Regions from separate parts of the Oryctolagus cuniculus genome. Here all the other regions are linked to region 3. Evidence: chromatin contacts called from public Hi-C and Micro-C data. All regions are on one chromosome and are shown on one strand. Each heading gives the region's core, a stretch centred on a gene start, on an enhancer-like site or on the middle of the called end of the contact. The rest is flanking DNA. Distances are from core to core; before and after follow the strand shown.

What was found. A called contact is a pair of places that touch in the nucleus more often than the background predicts.
Region 1: a contact with region 3 is called in a Hi-C map of embryonic fibroblasts, with 3 times the contacts expected there. The contact joins the enhancer-like site here to the promoter of FOXO1 in region 3. A contact is called at or near these places in 5 of 6 Hi-C or Micro-C datasets (ear pinna, embryonic fibroblasts, liver and 2 more).
Region 2: a Micro-C map of ear pinna shows a contact between it and region 3, with 2.3 times the contacts expected there. The contact joins the enhancer-like site here to the promoter of FOXO1 in region 3. A contact is called at or near these places in 4 of 6 Hi-C or Micro-C datasets (ear pinna, liver, skin fibroblasts and 1 more).

The regions. Positions count from the first base shown.
Region 1 is chr9:73,557,881-73,561,469 of mOryCun1.1, reverse strand. No RefSeq gene overlaps it. Among named protein-coding and RNA genes, the nearest start is that of COG6, 320 kb to the left of the region's middle. Within about 2 kb of position 1,504, at least 1 of the 8 cell types and tissues checked has an H3K27ac peak or open chromatin away from gene starts, as enhancers often do. A contact at or near this core is called in ear pinna, where this site is marked.
Region 2 is chr9:73,444,231-73,447,652 of mOryCun1.1, reverse strand. No RefSeq gene overlaps it. Among named protein-coding and RNA genes, the nearest start is that of COG6, 430 kb to the left of the region's middle. Within about 2 kb of position 2,107, at least 3 of the 8 cell types and tissues checked have an H3K27ac peak or open chromatin away from gene starts, as enhancers often do. A contact at or near this core is called in ear pinna, where this site is marked.
Region 3 is chr9:72,837,433-72,841,006 of mOryCun1.1, reverse strand. FOXO1 (forkhead box O1) reads right to left here and starts at 1,920. Exons shown (of 3, transcript XM_051831745.2): 1 at 1,137-1,920. The coding sequence starts at 1,784.

The DNA.
Region 1 (3,589 bases), core at 255-2,754, 720 kb before region 3:
GCTGAGCCTGGGCTGAGCCACCTGTCCTCACTTCTCATTACTGGCATGAGATTGTGAACCTACTGGCAGGGGTAGGAGGAGAAGGGGAGCCTGGGTCCCTATAACAGGGTTAGGCTGTTGGCCTATTGGGCAGTAAATGCGGATTTGTCACATCATTTTTCTGCTGGATCCAAGTGAGGCCATCATTTTCAGAACAAAATTGAGCAGATCACCTGTGCCAAGGGACCAGAGACTCATTATTTCAATGTTGCTGTTTCCCACTCTTTCTAATAGAAATCTCAGAATGTAGGGTGGTTTGAGTCTCTCAATTTTTTAGAGTATTTCTAATTAAATATACCATGAAATCTGTGTTCCACCCTAGGAGAAGTAAATAGATACTCTTTTCCACCTTTTACAGATTGTTCAGTTTGGCTATCCAGCTAAACATGTATAAAATATATTTAGGGGGCCAGTGCTGTGGCACAGTGGTTAAGCTGATGCCAGCAGCATTGATATCCCATATGGGCATCAGTTCCAGTCCTGGCTGCTCCACTTCTGATCCAGTTCCCTGTTAATGTGCTGGGAAAGCAGCAGAGGATGGCCCAAAAAGTTCTTGGGCCCCTGTACCCACGTGAAGGCCCAAATGAAGCTCCTTGCTCTGGGTTTCAGCCTGACCTAGCCCTGGCCATTGAGGCCATTTTGGGAGTGAAACAGCTGATATAAGATCTCTCTCTCTCTCTCTCTCTCTCTGCCTCTGTAATTCTGACTTTCAAGTAAATAAATAAATCTTTAATATATATATTTAGGATATTAGCCCCCCAGCTAAGCATGTATACATATACATAATTTAGAGGGGTGATCCAAGAAGTTCTGTGTGCTGATCAGCTATCTGTAGAGTATGAAGGAAGTTTCTGGAATCCAGTTTGGGTCGATGCCTGTTTCAGTTAGGGAGGGTCCCACTACAGGTCACGGACAACTGCATAGATGGTATAAACAATAGAAGGTTTGTTTACTGTTTCGGGAAATGCAGAAGGGCAGACTTCAGAGTCACTTTAATTCAGGGTTCCAGCTCTATTTCTCTGCATCTTCGTGTGGGCTTCATTCCCCCACAGCTTCCCTCTTAGCAGCAGCAGTCGCCATAGCCCTGTCAGACTTCATGTACACACACCACCAAATCCAGAGGAAGAGTGAACAACTCTCTCTTCCAGAGATCTCTTCAAGCGTCTGTAGGTCCAAGGAAATCCTTGCACTGGTTAGGTTAATCTTGGCATCTCAACCAATCAACGTCAGGGGGGACAAATCTGCTCCTGTCCTGGGGTTAAGCCACTGCCATGAGCTCTGGGAGGAGATATGAGAACCAGCCCAAAGCCAGGGCTCCATAGGCAGGGGAATGGGGTGAAATGGATTCAGGCAAGGTTATGCTTTATGGGCTATGGCAAGCTGCTTAGGAGCTTCCTGGACAGCTGAATTCTGCCAGGCCCTGAAAGGGTGATGAGCTCTATTGCAGTAACTCTGAAGGGAGCTCCCTGGAGCACAGCTGCCCAGGGAACAAGTTCACGGGCCTGTGTCCTGCTACAGGCTATGGCTGGGAAGAATGGCTTAGAGCTGTGACTCCCGCAGCGCTCCTGCAAAGGTACTGCAGTAGGATTTTGTTTTCAGTTTCCCCAAGGGTTGTTTTTGTGAAGTTCGGTGCATTCTGACAGCAGTCACTAGAGGGCTCACTGGGACTCCTTTCAGAGCTGCCCTCTGGAGGTGCGGATGAGAAAGGCGGTGCTCAGCTCACAGCCCTTGCAGCTGGGGGAGTTGGGGGGGGGGGGGACAAGTGGGTCAGGGGAGAACTCAGAGAAGCAGCCACAAGTATGAAAAAGCTGGTGGAGCTCTCAAAGACAATGTCCTATTGTCCCATGAGAATGGCACTTGGAGCAAGTACAGCTGTATTGCTGATGTGTGGCCACCAGCCACATGGAGTTATGGGGTGTTAGAGCTGTGGCTAACCCCCGCTGGGATGTGCTTTATATGCAAAATACTCTACCACTGGTTCACAAAGGCTAAGGATGAAAGAAAAGGGTATCTTGAGTTTTAAATATTAGTTATCGACTAGAATGATAATACTTTAATATATTGGCTTAAATAAAACATTTTATTAGAATTAATATCACCTGCTACCTTTTGGTTCTTTAAAAGAAGTGTGATATTGTGTGTATTTATAGTCCACATTGAATTGCTGTTGGCTGACGCAGGGCTTGGCTTTTTGCTAAGAGAGGTACTTGGGGGTGAGAGGGAGTGGAAGAACTGCTCACACTGACAAACTCAAAGACCTTTTTCCATAGTTTTCTTGACTGGGGTCGAAGTTCCATGTCACTAAGGTTTTGACGATGATGATGATACAATGCCTAAGAGGACAAAGATAACTTGCTCCCCATGAAATCCTCCCAGCTCTATCAGTTGCAGCCTTCATTTCTCTTGGTACTGCCTCCAGAGCAGCCATATCACCCAAGTGCTCATTTTGCTATGACAGTAGCTAATGTCACATCCCCACAATCACCTATCCTCACTCACAAAACACATGCCTAATAAGCCTATCTAAAACTTCACCATTAAAAGTCCTATATGTCGGATTAAACTCAACACCTAGCATTTTCATTGCATCCCACAGCTGCCCCATTGATTCTATGTGAATCAGAACAGATGATTAATGTCAAATCAAAAAATCTCACACAAGTCTTGATCACTTTTTTCTAGAATCAAAATGTTTGATCATTTAGCATTTAGAGGCTCGTGAAATACTCATGAAATACAACTGCTTGTATGCTCTGCCTCTTTAGAGATAGACACACCTGACCTTTCTGTTAACATCACCTATCACTGCTTTGTGTGTGTCAGACAGAAAAGTATTTGTGCATCACCTCCTGTTTTTGGAGCAACACAATGTAAACCTTCCAGCTTCTGCCTCACTACTTTTCAATACTTTTTATGTAACTTGCTGAAGACAGATAAATAATATAAGCTGTTAAAAAGGAAGCTTTCCAAAACTTTTGTCCAAGGCTAAGGCCAAGAATCAAAACAAGTAGCAATGAAAGCAACTGTGTAATGAATAAAACAGTGGTTCATAATTCTAATTCCTAGGGCATCAATGGGGGACATTCCTTAGATGTTGAAGGTGGTAGGAACTGATTATATCAATGTTGTGGGCTCCTGTGCCACCTGACCATGCTTCTTTACCCTCTAGTCCGCAATTTCCATGGCAAGGTGTCTACCCACCTCTGACCTCAAAGGCATGGCTGAGGCCATCCCAACACACTCTCTTCTTTCTACCTCTCCCCTCTAATCTTTGAAAAGTGAGGAAATCAAGGTTTCTCCACCTGCCAACCAAATGTGGGGAATTCTTTTATTCCACAATTAGTAATCATGATAAAATTATAAATTTTCTTTCATATTAGGTCAGGTAGGATTGACATTTGACAATGATTTGAGTTTCATTCCAGAAAATAATAACAGGACTGTGTAGTATCTTTCAGCTGTAGTTATAAGGGAAAACTTGTAGAAATATCCGTGCTTCAAATACATATGTAGCCGCCAAATGCTAAAAGGCACATCCTTCATTTGAACA
Region 2 (3,422 bases), core at 858-3,357, 610 kb before region 3:
CCTACTGTCTAGCATGACATCTAGCATGCTTCAGAGTGAACCACATGAGCTTCTGATTTCTATAGATATGGCCAATTTTGTGTGATCCAACCTAGAATGGGTGCTTAGTCAATATCTGCCAGAAGAATGAATGAATGAATGAATTAACAAATGAAGTTTCACTCCCATTGACCCACTGACTGACAAGGCCCTTAAATGACATGATTTTCACAAACACTGCTTTATCTGCCTGAATACATGTTAATCTTTTTCATTTTCTGATAGAATTTTGTTAAAAGTTTGTTTTATCTATGTGTTATGCTTTCATAACAAAATATAAGGGTTCAACATTGTTTTCAAGCAAATAGAAAATTTAAAGAACTGCCTAAGATACTGTTAAGAGTTCAAAGTGATCCAAAAGATGCTCTTTGCTTTCCCTACTGAACCAGTTTGAAAAACAGTAAGAATCACGACTTTACTCAATAAGTCATAATCAATCAGTATGTTATCAGGAAGCCAAGGTATTTTGTTAATTTCTCAGTCTCTCCCTGACCCAACCATTTACTCTTCTAAAAATTATCATTGTGGTTAAAAAATTGTTTCCAAATGTCATGAGCAAGCAGAAAGCAAATGAGACCCGTGGGGTGTTTGTGTGTCACATTTCACATCAATAGAGAAGGACTCAAGTCATTCATGGATCATTTCCTCTTGGGGGATCTTCTCTTATGTGAGAAGCTAAGGCAGAATCTGTAATAGGCATTTAGGTTTCTAATACCTCAGATAGAGAATGTCACCTTAGGGCCTCAACCCTCCGAGACAGAACCTGAACTGGAGTCAAGGAGCTGCAACCCTTCTTTGATGACGAGCCTTGATCAGCAAGCAGTGAACTGTACACCTGAACCCATGAGCACAGAATGAAATGCCCAGAGAGGCAGAGCAGACCATGCACACAGGAGAAGGTGGCTGAATGTGAGGCTATAGAGAGAGGCGAGAGGTGGCAAAGTATTCTGTGGACAGGCAGTCACGGTTCAGTTCCCACTGGGTTACTCTACTGGTCTACATAGTCAGTGTTGCCAGATCTTAAGATTTCTAAAGAGAAAGTAGAAGCGTGGATATTTATGTGAAGTTTCCTGATTTTTGAAAGATGGCATCATACAAAACTTGGCTGAAGGCCCTTGGACTCTCAGCCTCGGCTGCTACCTGAAACCGTGGTAAAGATGCCTTCTGAATACAAGCTACTCGAAAAAACCAAAGGGCCTTCTCTGGTCGGTATGTTCAAAGAAAACTCTACTTTCAAATACTGCAAATATTCTGACACATGTAGGGGCACATGTCCCAATTTTTAATTTGGAGAATTCAGCTAGCTTTGATACCTCTAATTACCGATGTGGGCTTCCTTCGATGTCACTAGTTGCACAAGGGCAAGAAAGAAGAAACAGACCTAACTATGAAAGGGAGAAAATCGGGTTGAGCTGGACAGTGTGTTTATTTTAGAGAATAAGGAATGTTACAAACTGTCTCAATGCTTTCCAACTCTTAGTGCAGGTCATGTCTCTCCAAATTTAATGCTTTGTCTGTGTTATTAAGAAATCAATCTTGAGTCATTCTCAGAGGTCTTAATCCACCATGAGTGTAAAGCATCCATTAGATAATTACTATTCCTCTCTAAAAGCTTTGGTCCAACCTGAGCAAACCTGCCTGAAAGTCCTCCAACCCACTAACCCACAGAGGGCATGACCAACTCTCCTGAGACACAAGCGCCTGCATAAGGGTCCACCCCTTCTCTGTGACAGAACACAGTTTGGCTTTGATGTTAGAAGCACAAGAACTTACCAAACAGCAAAGCAGGAGGCAGGGAGAGAGTGAGTCCAAGGGCAAAGGTTGTTCTCTCTTCGGCTCCCAGCCCCAGTGAAGGAGGCCAGGGCATATGAGGTCTACCCCATTTCCACTGTCTGATGAATCCCAGCCTTTGAGCAGGACAAGGGTCCTCAGTCTGGGCTGGTGCACACATAGAATAATAACGGCACTACCTTTGCAGGGATCAAATGTAAATTCATTCAATAGCCCCGTGGAACAGTAACAAAGCCCTATCTTCAGATGCCGCCTGCCATGGGGTGTAAGAAACAACATTAAATACCCTGTCGGCTCACCCATGTCAGATAATTACACTGACTGCAAAACACCCAGGCTCTGAGCACTGGAAACCTTTCAGAGAGTCCTTTATCCTGCCCTGCCTTTTCCAGAATGAGACTGATTTGCTCCTATTTCAGCCAGCTCCAGCAAAGAGAGCAGGCAGAGGAGAGGAAAGAGAATGAATTGTCAGCATTATTGAAAAGACTCATGATTAGTCACACTCACTCACAGGCAAGCTCCTTGCCAGACACCACACCACTCATTAGCAGACCTGAGAACTGGCATGCCTCCCACAGCTGAGCAACAGCTCAGGGCCTGGCAGGCCCCCGGGGACCCACACAGACCCATGTTCTCCCACACCCTGCAAAGAGAGAGGCCAGTTTGGGCAGGCCTGGGTGCAATTGATTCCTCATCTGCTAAGTGAATCTGTTTTATGCCCTGTGCTGCTTAAAATATAATTATTCAGGTGCTCAGCTGGTGTGGGAATCAAGGTAACATGTCTTCATGCTACACTACACTGAAACAGTTATCCAGTGGGGGCCACCATTTTCTCCCAGAATCCCTGTGGAAGACCCAAGAACTGGGCATGCCCTTGGTTTGACAGCCTCAGCCCCATCACCTCCAGCTGGAGCTGTAAGCTTCTGCTCTGCTCAGAACTGGAAACATTACTTTTCTTGTGTAATACCAGAAATTATAACTTAAATCAACAGTGCTGGCCATTGAAGATCTCAGGTCATCAAGCACTAATCCAAGTTGTGTGCAGAAGGCACAGTGAGCTGTTGGAACCATTTATTTAAATTCCCCTAGCAGTGGAGAAACTGAGGCTGGAAGGCAAAAGGACTTGCTCCAAAGAATAAAACAAAGAAGAGTCTGGATTCAGGTTCAGTTTTACACCATTTGTTCAAGCTACAAGCCCAAACAAGGCGATGCCATTTCTAGTTAGGCTAGTAAATCACTCCCCACTCTATGAAAACATCACTCCATAAAGCTCAATCAAAGCAAAGCAAAAATATCTGCTCCTCCAACAATGGCCAGTATCCTGCAGAGGGGACCCGAGAGCTGAGGCCAGGGGCTAAGTCACTGTAAATGATCATGACAGATACAGACCATGGCGGATTATCATCCTCCGCCTCATATAGTACAATATCACTATGGATTCTGATGAAGAGAGGAAAATAGCTCCTTAGTATTATGTCCTGAAATCCCTCCGGTCAGAACCACCATGGGACTGGGTGACAAAGCTTGGTTTCTTTTGTGTTTGTTGAGATGCAGATTGGCTTATATTTCTTGTTACCTGAAAAAAGTGACCC
Region 3 (3,574 bases), core at 671-3,170:
GCTAAGGGGCCAGGCGAGGCGAGAAAGGGGTCTGATTCAAGCAGCGAGTCTTTTCACATCCAAAACCGTGAGAAACTGTCGGCTTTCGGGGGCCCGCGCCGAGCGCGTCCTCCCGCGGCCTTCAAGGCGGGGAAGGGATGCGCCAGCCACCCCCCACCCGAGTCTTTGCCAGCCTCGCTCAGGATGTCCTGCCGTGGCCCGGACGCGCACCTCCTCTGCGACTTCCCCGGCCGCAAGGGTCACAAAACCCCCTGCGTCGGCCCTCACCGGCGCACCAGCGCTTCATAACACTGAGGTGGCGAGGCCAAGAAAAGGCGCGCGGGCGCGCACACACACACCCACCCTGGCCTGCCTCCGTGTTTCTAATTATTAGCCTCACACCGTGGCCAAGCCCATGTTTGGGGCGCTTCCCTGCGTGGACCGGGGCCGGCCCGCCGCGCTGGCCCTTTAAAGGCGCTCGCTTCCTGCGCCCGCGGCCCCTCCCCAGCCGCCGCCGGCGCCCGCCCCCGCCGAGGGTCACACTTGAACTTAGCTCGCCCCGCGCGGCCGGGCGCCGGCGCTCCGCAGGCGGTGGCCGCCCCTTCGCACGTGTCGGAGGCGCTCCCTCGGGCTCGGCGCGCCTGGACCCCAGCACCCGAGGCCACCCGGGATAAAACCAAAACAAAGCCAAAAGCGCATCGGCCTCCAGAAGTGGCGCGGCCGACCCCGCACCGTCCCAAGGCTGTCCCCTCCACCTGCAGCCGTGCCCCCCGGGTTTGGGTGCCCCCCTCGCCGCCCCCTCCACCGCTCGGCGCGGCGGAAACGGCCCCGCGCTGCGAGGGCGGAGAGGAGCCGCCCTCCCCGCCGGAGGTCCGGGAGGCAAAAGGGGCAGCCGCTCCGCGTGAAACCTTCTCTCTCTGACTGGCAAACTTTCCTGCCCGCTCTGACGCCCAGTTCCTGACGCACTTTCTTCACGCCTCAGTTCCCCCCCAACACGCCCCTGTGCCTGTCCCACCGCAACTCTGCGGCGCGCGCGCGCCTCCCCTCCGCCCGGGCAAGCCCCCGCACCTGCCACTTCCCACCCGCCCTCGGCCGCCCGCGCGACCCGCCCAGCCACCCCCGCACCTGCCCCACCGCGCCCCGGTCCGGCCGCTCACCTTCCAGCCCGCCGAGCTGTTGCTATCGCCCTTATCCTTGAAGTAGGGCACGCTCTTGACCATCCACTCGTAGATCTGAGACAGCGTGAGCCGCTTCTCGGCCGAGCTCTCGATGGCCTTGGTGATGAGGTCGGCGTAGGACAGGTTGCCCCACGCGTTGCGGCGGGACGAGCTGCTCTTGCGCGGCTGCCCAGCGAGCGGCCCAGCAGCCGCGGGGGGTACAGGCGGGTGCTGTGACAGTGGCCCGGGCGCCGGGGGCTGCGGCGGCGCCGGGTGCAGGCAGCCCGCCGCCTCTGCGCCCTGGAAGTCCCCGCACAGTCCCCCGGTGGCAGCCGCCGCGGCCGCCGCCACCGCCGCCGCCGCCGCTGCGGCCGCCGCCACGGAGCCGGGCGCCTGCGGGAAGTCCTCGCTCTCCTCCAGCAGGCTCAGGTTGCTCATGAAGTCGGCGTTGACAGCGGCCGCCGAGGCTGGGGGCAGGCCCGCCGCGGCGTCGGGGTTGGCGGCCGCGCCGCCCGACGGCGCCGGGCTGGAGGTGGCCGAGTTGGACTGGCTAAACTCCGGCCTGGGCAGCGGCCAGGTGCACGAGCGCGGCCGGGGCAGCGGCTCGAAGTCCGGGTCGATCTCCACCACCTGAGGCGCTTCGGCCATGGTGACCCCCGCCCCTCCCCCAGCCGCCGGAGAGCCGAGAAGGGGGGGAGCGCAGCGCGGAGCGGAGGGGGCGCAAAGGCTGGCCCGAGATCCTGGGGGGATGGGGGGAGGACGAAGTCAGTGCCGCGAGCTGACGGAAACCGGGAGGAAGGAGCAGCGGAGTAGCCGCGCGAGCCCAGAACTTAACTTCGTGGGTCCATCAACATCCAAGGCTGCTCCGGGTTCGCTGCACCACCAGGACGGCTGGCCAGAGCCGGGCAGCTCCAGGGCCGCGCTCCTGCTGACAGGGCCACGGACGGACGGACGGACGGACGGACACCGCGGGCCGCTCGCTCTCGCCGGCGGCGCGAGCGCGGCGCAGCTGCCTGTTGAATGCGCTGGAGGCGGCGGCGGCGGCGGCGGCGGCAGCAGCAACTACGCGGCTGCCCGACTTACGGGATCTGCCACCGCCCCCCGCCCGCGGCGGCGCGCGCGCCGGCCCGCCCCCGATTGACAGCCCGCGCAGCCAATGGGCGCGCGGCACCGCCGCCCAAGCAGCCAGTGGGAGAGGGCTGGGGAGGGGCCCGGTTTTCCACGAGGAGGCGGCTGTGGGTTGGTAGGGGGGTAGTGGGGTGTTTTTCTCGTTGGCGCACACGCACGTTCTCTCTCTTTTTGTGATTATTTTCTGGTAATTCTCGAGTATTTCTGCGAGTCTCTCGCCCTCTTACTGTTTTGACTGCTGAGAGGCAAACCAACGTGGAGGCGGCGGCGACACTTTGTTTACTACGGGGGAGCCGAGCCGTGGACTGGCGAAGCCCGAGCGGAACGAGCGGCTGCCGTGGCCCCGACCTCCGCTCGGCGCCCAGACCAGGGCAGGGCAGGGCAGGGCGCGGGGCGGGGCGGGGTGGAGGCGGCCGCGCGGAATTCCACTCGGTCGCCCCCTCTCCGCTCCACCCACGCGGTCCGCGCGGCGCGGTGCGGGGAAGTCGGCAGGGTTTGTTTTCGTGCAGCGTTTTCTTTCGCTGCGCTCGGTCAAGTCCTCCTGCCCCCGCTCGGGCCGCACACGCCTCCCCGTCCCCACCCCGGGAGACCGTGGGCCTTGTGGTCGGGTCCCTGCCGGCACGGGACGCCAGCCGCGCCGCCCCCGCGCCGGAACCCACCTGCGCGCGCCGCCCCCGGGGCTGGTCGTCCGGCCCGAATTCTGCCATTGTTGACCTAAAAGGGCAGAAATGAGGGAAAGGGCTGGGCAAGCACAGGGTCCCTGGGTCTCCTATCCTCTGGGACACTCTGCCCTAGCGCGCCAGCCTTGCACTGTCCACCGGGCCAGCGGTGGCCGCGGCGAAGGGTCGGCAGAGCAAGTTCGCGAGCACTTTGTCCATTTATTCCTTGCCCGTAATTAAGTGTAACAGTTGGCTTACTTCCTTTTTTATTTAGAAGTGATGAAGTGTTGAGTAAAAACGCGAGAGGGGCTGAGACCGAAGCCTTGACCACAGCGCTGCCCCACCCCCAGGTTGTGGGGCTGCCCGCTGCGTCCATCAGTCACTCCCACCCCACCTCCCCACCTTGCTCCATCTGGGCTCCAGGTCCGGGACGTCCTGTCCGGGAGCAGTGGGGCCAAAGGTGGAAACACAATTACCCTTGTGTCTTCAGGGAGCATTAGACAGTTTTCAAGTTCTATTTTGTTTTATTTATTTATTTATTTATTTATTTATTTATTGGAAGGATACAGAAGGCATTTCCTTTCAGAGGGATGGGAACACTTCAGGATGGAAGATGGACATTAGGGTTTTAAATACCTTGTCCACAAGACT